Regions from separate parts of the Zea mays genome. Here region 2 is linked to region 1. Evidence: chromatin contacts called from public Hi-C data. All regions are on one chromosome and are shown on one strand. Each heading gives the region's core, a stretch centred on a gene start, on an enhancer-like site or on the middle of the called end of the contact. The rest is flanking DNA. Distances are from core to core; before and after follow the strand shown. Region 1 holds the start of LOC100280257. Region 2 holds the start of LOC100283851 (mitochondrial import receptor subunit TOM7-1).

Region 1 (3,162 bases), core at 354-2,853:
CCCTTAATGCTTAGGTAGTGAGCATATGATAAATGATGTATGTACATGATCCTATATAAAGTTGTATCCTCAATCTTATAGAACATGAAAGCTACAATGTCAAAGTCTATGTGTGAGATTGAAGTACCAAGGAGCCACTGTTGAATGTTGGTGAGGGCCTCACAACATCCCATCATTGGCAAGAGTGTCCTCCTCATAACTTTATGAAAGAACCGTACAACTTGTTTGAAGTCGACATGCACTCTACAAGATCTCTCTACAAAGGGTGGCCTGAACAATAGAGGTACATGTGCTCTAGGTGGTAACAAACAATTGGTATACATCTTAATTTCTTTGCTAATCAAACAAGAAAAATGGATTGGATGCTCTTTTTGTTTTCAACTCCACATTAAATTGAGGTAGGACCCAACCCAATTCATCTTTACGAGGGGCAGATCTAAAAATTTCTTATGCCCGAGCCAAGACTACATTTTTTCTCCTCCTTTTTATCTTAGCTATTTTAAACTAGATTAAATATAAATTCATATGGAATCACATGGACCATACACCGGGCCACAAACTGGATGGCTCGGGGTGTAGATCCACCCCTGATCCTCACTAATTCAGCAAGCAAGTGGCTACCGTGACTCAATGTTAGCACTACATTCATGCCTCATAATTTTTTTCCAGATGACAGGTAAGCAGTAGTAGCATAGTACCAGCAGTCAACCATGCAAGGATAATGAAATGCCCCTTATCATCATAGTACTAAGGGCATGCATAACCCAATTAAATGAGGGTCTTTTGGGGTCTCTAGGGGCTAAGTGAAAAAAATTAAGAGACAAGCTCTTCGCGAAGAATCCGTCTCTACACGACTCTTTATATATGTTGTGCCTTTACTGCATTTATTATCTGGAGGCTCAGGATTGTATCACGCAGTCTCTTAACTATCTCTTGTATTTAGAAAACTGTTTCAAGTAATTAGGGCTGTACTGAAAACGAGTTCACATTTTCATCTCTTCCTTATCAATTACTCATCCAAAAATAATTGTTGTTCTCACCGTTGGATAAGTCAAAAATTTTAATTTTAATAAAAATAGCAATACTTACAGCATATAATTAATATTATTAGATAAATAATCGGTGTTTTATAACAAACTTATTTGAAGATATAATATTGATAATATTATTTGTAAATCTAGGCAATATTTTAAAAATGATCATATAAATACTGACACTTATTTTGGGAGTTGGAATGGCCAGACAAGATTTTTACACGACAGATATTCAGACAATGATACCTCCAATAAAATTGATTATTTTTTCAAAAGAAAATATAACGAAATGCCTCTTCCACCAACCATTGCCCCGTACCACGGTCGAGACCGGCGCTGCCTAAAATCCCCAAAAAGCAGCTGAACAACAAAAAAAACGCACCCCACCCTTTTTTGTCCCTATACCTGCAGCCTTGAACGCCACTCCAAATTCAAACTTGGGGGGCGTCGACGCACCGTCTCGCAAATCCCAGGGTGCAACCTGCAAAATCATCCCCTCTCTGGCTCCCGGAAACAGAGGTCTTTTTTACTCTAGCCCACTAGCGGCCGCTCCTCCGCCTCCCGTTGTCCCCTCCATCAGTCCCCTCGTCCTTCTCCCCTCTCCACACGGCGTCGCGGCTCCCCTCATTCGCCGGCGTCGACGATGAACGGAGGCAGCCGGCGGCAGCGGTACTCCTCAGAGCAGCTCCTCTTCGACGTCCCCGCCAATGCCGGTGCCGGCCGGTGGGCGCAGCAGGTACGGCATAGCGCTTCATCGAGATCCGAGCGGGTCCAGGCTTTCCGGTTTCTTCTAGGATAAGCTCATCGGAGGTTCGCTTTGTGTGTGCAGCGTGGCGGGGTGCGTCGCGGGGACGGGGAGATCTTCGTGTCGGTGGAGCCCGCGACGCCGGCGCGGCTGTGCGGAGGGGACGCCGCGGCCGGGGACTCGCCGGGACAGAGGCAGCAGCTCAGTCCCGGGTTGCTCGACCTCCATGCGTTCGACACCGAGCTTATTCCCGATGTGAGGCCAATCATCTGTATTCTTTAGTTTTTATCACTTATCAGTTGCCGCATCTGTTTCAGTGGCCTCGCTTGTTTGGAATAAATATTACTGTTCGAGAATGCTGTCGGGCAAATATCGCTTTTATTTTGTTTCTCAATTGGTCATGGGCTTAGTCACACGCATATTTTTTGGGTTTCCTAGGCGTGCTGTTTTTTTGATGTACAGAAACTGGGATGCCAAACTTATATTTTGTTGGTTGAATCATGGTCAGTTGTTGATATGGTTAATATGTTGATTTATCAGTCTGTTTGAGTTGTTAAACTTAATCTAGTCCTTTAGTTCAGAAGATGCATCTACTTTTATTTAGTGATGATTCTTCATTCCTTCTTTAATCCTAACCTTTTTCCCGGACAATATGGTTCTGTAGAAAAAGATGCTTTATCATTTCCCTAGTGACAGTTCTTAAATACTGGAGCTAAAATACATATTTCATGTATACAGTTTCAAGTACCAGGAATCTATGATGGTGCCCAAAAGTTTGGCTATGGAGGAGGTCTAGATGAATCTGATATGAGATTCACATCAAACAAGATGATGAGCAAGTCTACTATTTTTCCTGATGGTAACTATCTGAAGGCCTTCACTGAGAAAGAAAAGGCAGCACCTGTCGCGAAAATCAAAGTGGTGGTATGTTCTTTGATTTTGTCACACACTTGCTGATAAATAGATCTTGTTGCCTTAGCTGTTATGTCATAATCTGTCCACTTCTAATAGTTTTGATGTGACATATGATATGAAATGCAGGTGCGCAAAAGACCACTTAACAAAAAGGAAGTATCAAAGAAGGAAGAAGATATTGTAGACATTGAACAAAGATCAAACTCTTTGACTGTCCATGAAACTAAACTTAAGGTTTGCATTTTCTTCTATTGCCGTTCCTGATGACAAACCTTAAGAATCTTAATATCTGGCGCATGATTCACAGGTTGACCTTACTGAATACGTCGAAAAGCATGAGTTTGTATTCGATGCTGTCTTAGATGAAGATGTTTCAAATGATGAGGTGCCGACTGCAAACTCTTTGCTATTAGTGGTAGTATTGTGCATCTACATTTTCAGTTACCTGTGATTATCCAACCTACAGGT
Region 2 (3,512 bases), core at 590-3,089, 210 kb after region 1:
TGACTTAGCAGAGTGATCTAATGAATTTAAGCCCTAAGTGCCATGTCTAGGGCGTATCTTACCTTGAAATTTGTCTCCCAATATGTCTGATATCAACCGCCATATGTTATTGGCAACGTTTTTTCGATTCTAGTCTGAAATGTTTTGTACTGTGTTTCGTTGACAGGAATGTTCTTTGAGTCCACAAGGGGCAGTAGCTTTGATGAATCCCCAATCACTCATCCGTCATATGCAAAGCAATCACATCCAATGTATTGCTTCAGGCGGTCAGCCTCCGAACTACAAGTTCTTTTTCTATGCTCAAAAAGATGGGGCTGCTGCTTTCTTCCTTGTTGAATGTATTGTCAACACAGCATCAGCGAAGGCACAGCTCAAAATCAAGGCTGATGATGGAACTGCTGCTGAGGCATTCTCGAGTTTGTTTCAGTCAGCCTTGTCCAAATTTGGGCTTTCTTGATCCTGAGTAATTTGTCTGAGCGATTCACCGGTCCACAGTTTTTTATGGGTTTCACAGTTTGCCCCAACTCCACTGTCTTGGCTTGTCCAGTACTTGTGATCATATTATTGGAGAATCAGAGTAGAAGGTGCAAAAGGGTACTGGAGTTTTGCGGAGCTAAAAATCCTATTTGTACTATTTGGGTGAACTGTGCATTTGTACATGACTACATGTCACCCAGATAAATAGCTGGGTTATTTAGGACTGTACTGTTTGATGTTCTGGGTTATTTAGGATTGTGATAGTTTGATGCCTTGATCTCTTCTGAAGGGTTTCGTTTCCTTGAAGGATGTAGAAACAACACGCAACAACCCCTTTCATGTATGCTATTTACCATTTCTTGCACAGATGATCAATAAGATGTTTCGTCTTCCATTTTGATTCGTATTATTTAGTACTATTTTGACATTTCATTGAGACTGAGTAGCAAAGTAATCTGATGTTGTAGCTGTTAGTGCATTGCTACCAAGGTTGTTAGAATGGCGTAACTTTTGCTGCTACTCGTAAGTAACCGCAAAGCACTAGTTCCGAACCGGTTTGCATTTTGCAAAAGCGTATATGAGTTATGAATTTGCCCAATATTATAATTATCATGATTAACAATCCCACGCTTTGTGCTACGAAAATGGGGCAACTAAAATTCACTATCACGGCGAAACTGAACGACATATTAATCACATATGTAGGCTAGTCGATGTCAGATTCAACAAGACCACAACCATCCAAAACATCAGCACAAGACGCGCAACAAAATCAGTACACGCAGACGAAAACGGATATAGTTCATACAATCATAAGCACTGCAGATCACATAACCAAGACATTTTTGATCCGATGTATAGAAGACATCCGCCACTACAAAATTATTAAACCAAATCCTTCAAATTCGCCCAGAAAGCATGATCCACCTTCTTCAACTCGATCTCGGACATATGTAAGCAAATGAAGTACCAGCTACAAACTACTACGGACCGACCTCATCCGGGCCCTGACGGGGAGATCCGATCAGACGGGGGAGAGGAGCTGGAACACGGAGGGCTTGGGCTCGGAGTTCATGCCGATGACGATGACGAGGGGGATGAAGCCGTAGTGCGCCACCACCTTCGCCTTCTTCATCGTCCACGTGGTCCACTCCTTCATGAGCCGCACCGTGGTCGCCGCCGCGGTGGCGTCCTCGTCGTCGGCGGTGGCCTTCTTCCCGCCCTTGCCCTTGGGCTTCGACTTCAGCGACGGACGCGACGCCATGGAGGATCCCCCGAACTGGATCCGACGAGCCGAGAGCAAAACCCTAGGGAGGCGGAGGCGGAGGCGTTTGGGGATTGTTTGATCTGATGGCTAGATGGTGCGGAGCCCCTCCTGGTAGTAATATTTGTTAGCTGGGCTTTCATAGTTGGATGGACCGGACATTCTGGGCTCTTTTCTAGTGGGCCGATCTAATAGCATTAGTCAAATATATGGAACCCATATGACGAAGAGTCTTTCTTATCTTTTATATGCCGAACGATAATGACATAATTAGTGGCTGGCCGGCAGTAGCTCATTTCAAATTCTCGTCGGTAACATGTTCTTCCCTCCATCGATAGCATCTGCCAAGTGATTTGACTTGTACAGTTGTACTCCATATTGGTCTCCGATGGAGATTTGTGTTCGTTTTTTTTTTGCCTCCGTGCTATGATGGGTGCGTTATGTTAAGCTCGGTTAGTTATGTTAAACTCGATTAGTTCGATCAGTAGGATTGGATTAGTGATCCTTGTTAAAATATAACAAGCTTATTACCATTAGGCTAGCTGAAAGGGAATTAGGCTTACACCTAGTCCCTAATTAATTTTGGTGGTTGAATTGCTCAACACAAACAATTGGACTAACTAGTTGGCCCAAGTGTATAGATTACACAGGTGTAAAAGGTTCACACTCAGCCAATAAAAAGACCAAGTTTTGGATTCAACAAAGGAGCAAAGTGGGAACCGAAGGCCCTCTGGTCTGGGAGCACCGGACTGTCCGGTGTACACCGGACAGTATCCGGTGCACCACCGGACAGTGTCCGGTGCACCAGAGGACTCTAGCTCAAACTCGCCACCTTCGGGAATTTCCAGAGGCACTCGCGCTATAATTCACCGGACTGTCCGGTGCGCCGAGGATCAGCCTCAGGAACTCGCCAGCTTCGGGAAACTCCAACGGCTAGTTCGCTATAATTCACCGGACTGTCCGGTGTGCACCGGACTGTCCGGTGCACTTCCGGAGCAACGGCTACCTCCGCGCCAACGGCTACCTGCGGCGCATTAAATGCGCGCGCAGCGCGCGCAGAAGTCAGGCGCGCCCATACTGGCACACCGGACAAGGAACAGTGCATGTCCGGTGTGCACCGGACACCCAGGCGGGCCCACAAGTCAGAAGCTCCAACGGTCAGAATCCAACGGCAGTGATGACGTGGCAGGGGGCACCGGACTGTCCGGTGTGCCATCGAACAGACAGCCTCCCAACGGCCACTTTTGGTGGTTGGGGCTATAAATACCCCAACCACCCCACCATTCATTGTATCCAAGTTTTCCACTTCCCAACTACTATAAGAGCTCTAGCATTCAATTCTAGACACACCAAAGAGATCAAATCCTCTCCAAATTCCACACAACACCATAGTGATTAGAGAGAGAGATTTGCTTGTGTTCTTTCGAGCTCTTGCTCTTGGATTGCTTTCTTCTTTCTTGATCTTTTCTTTGCAATCAAACTCACTTGTAAATTGAGGCAAGAGACACCAATCTTGTGGTGGTCCTTGTGGGAACTTTGTGTTCCAAGTGATTGAGAAGAGAAAGCTCACTCGATCCGAGGGATCGTTTGAGAGAGGGAAGGGTTGAAAGAGACCCGGCCTTTGTGGCCTCCTCAACGGAGAGTAGGTTTGCAAGAACCGAACCTCGGTAAAACAAATCCGCGTGTCTCACTTGCTTATTCGCTTGCGATTTGTTTTGCACCCTCTCTCGCGGACTCGTTTATATTTCTAACGCTAACCCGACTTGTAGTT

The links. A called contact is a pair of places that touch in the nucleus more often than the background predicts.
Region 2: a Hi-C map of leaf shows a contact between it and region 1, with 5 times the contacts expected there. The contact joins the promoter of LOC100283851 here to the promoter of LOC100280257 in region 1. A contact is called at or near these places in 3 of 25 Hi-C or Micro-C datasets (endosperm, leaf and tassel).

What each region holds. Positions count from the first base shown.
Region 1 is chr8:149,081,113-149,084,274 of Zm-B73-REFERENCE-NAM-5.0, forward strand. It overlaps LOC100280257, which reads left to right and starts at 1,604. Exons shown (of 12, transcript NM_001153185.2): 1 at 1,604-1,770; 2 at 1,864-2,034; 3 at 2,518-2,703; 4 at 2,821-2,928; 5 at 3,002-3,079; 6 at 3,161-3,162. The coding sequence starts at 1,678.
Region 2 is chr8:149,288,850-149,292,361 of Zm-B73-REFERENCE-NAM-5.0, forward strand. LOC100283851 (mitochondrial import receptor subunit TOM7-1) reads right to left here and starts at 1,840. Exons shown (of 1, transcript NM_001156749.2): 1 at 1,276-1,840. The coding sequence starts at 1,741. The coding sequence ends at 1,502. It overlaps LOC100285218, which reads left to right. Exons shown (of 11, transcript NM_001158112.2): 11 at 167-749. The coding sequence ends at 457.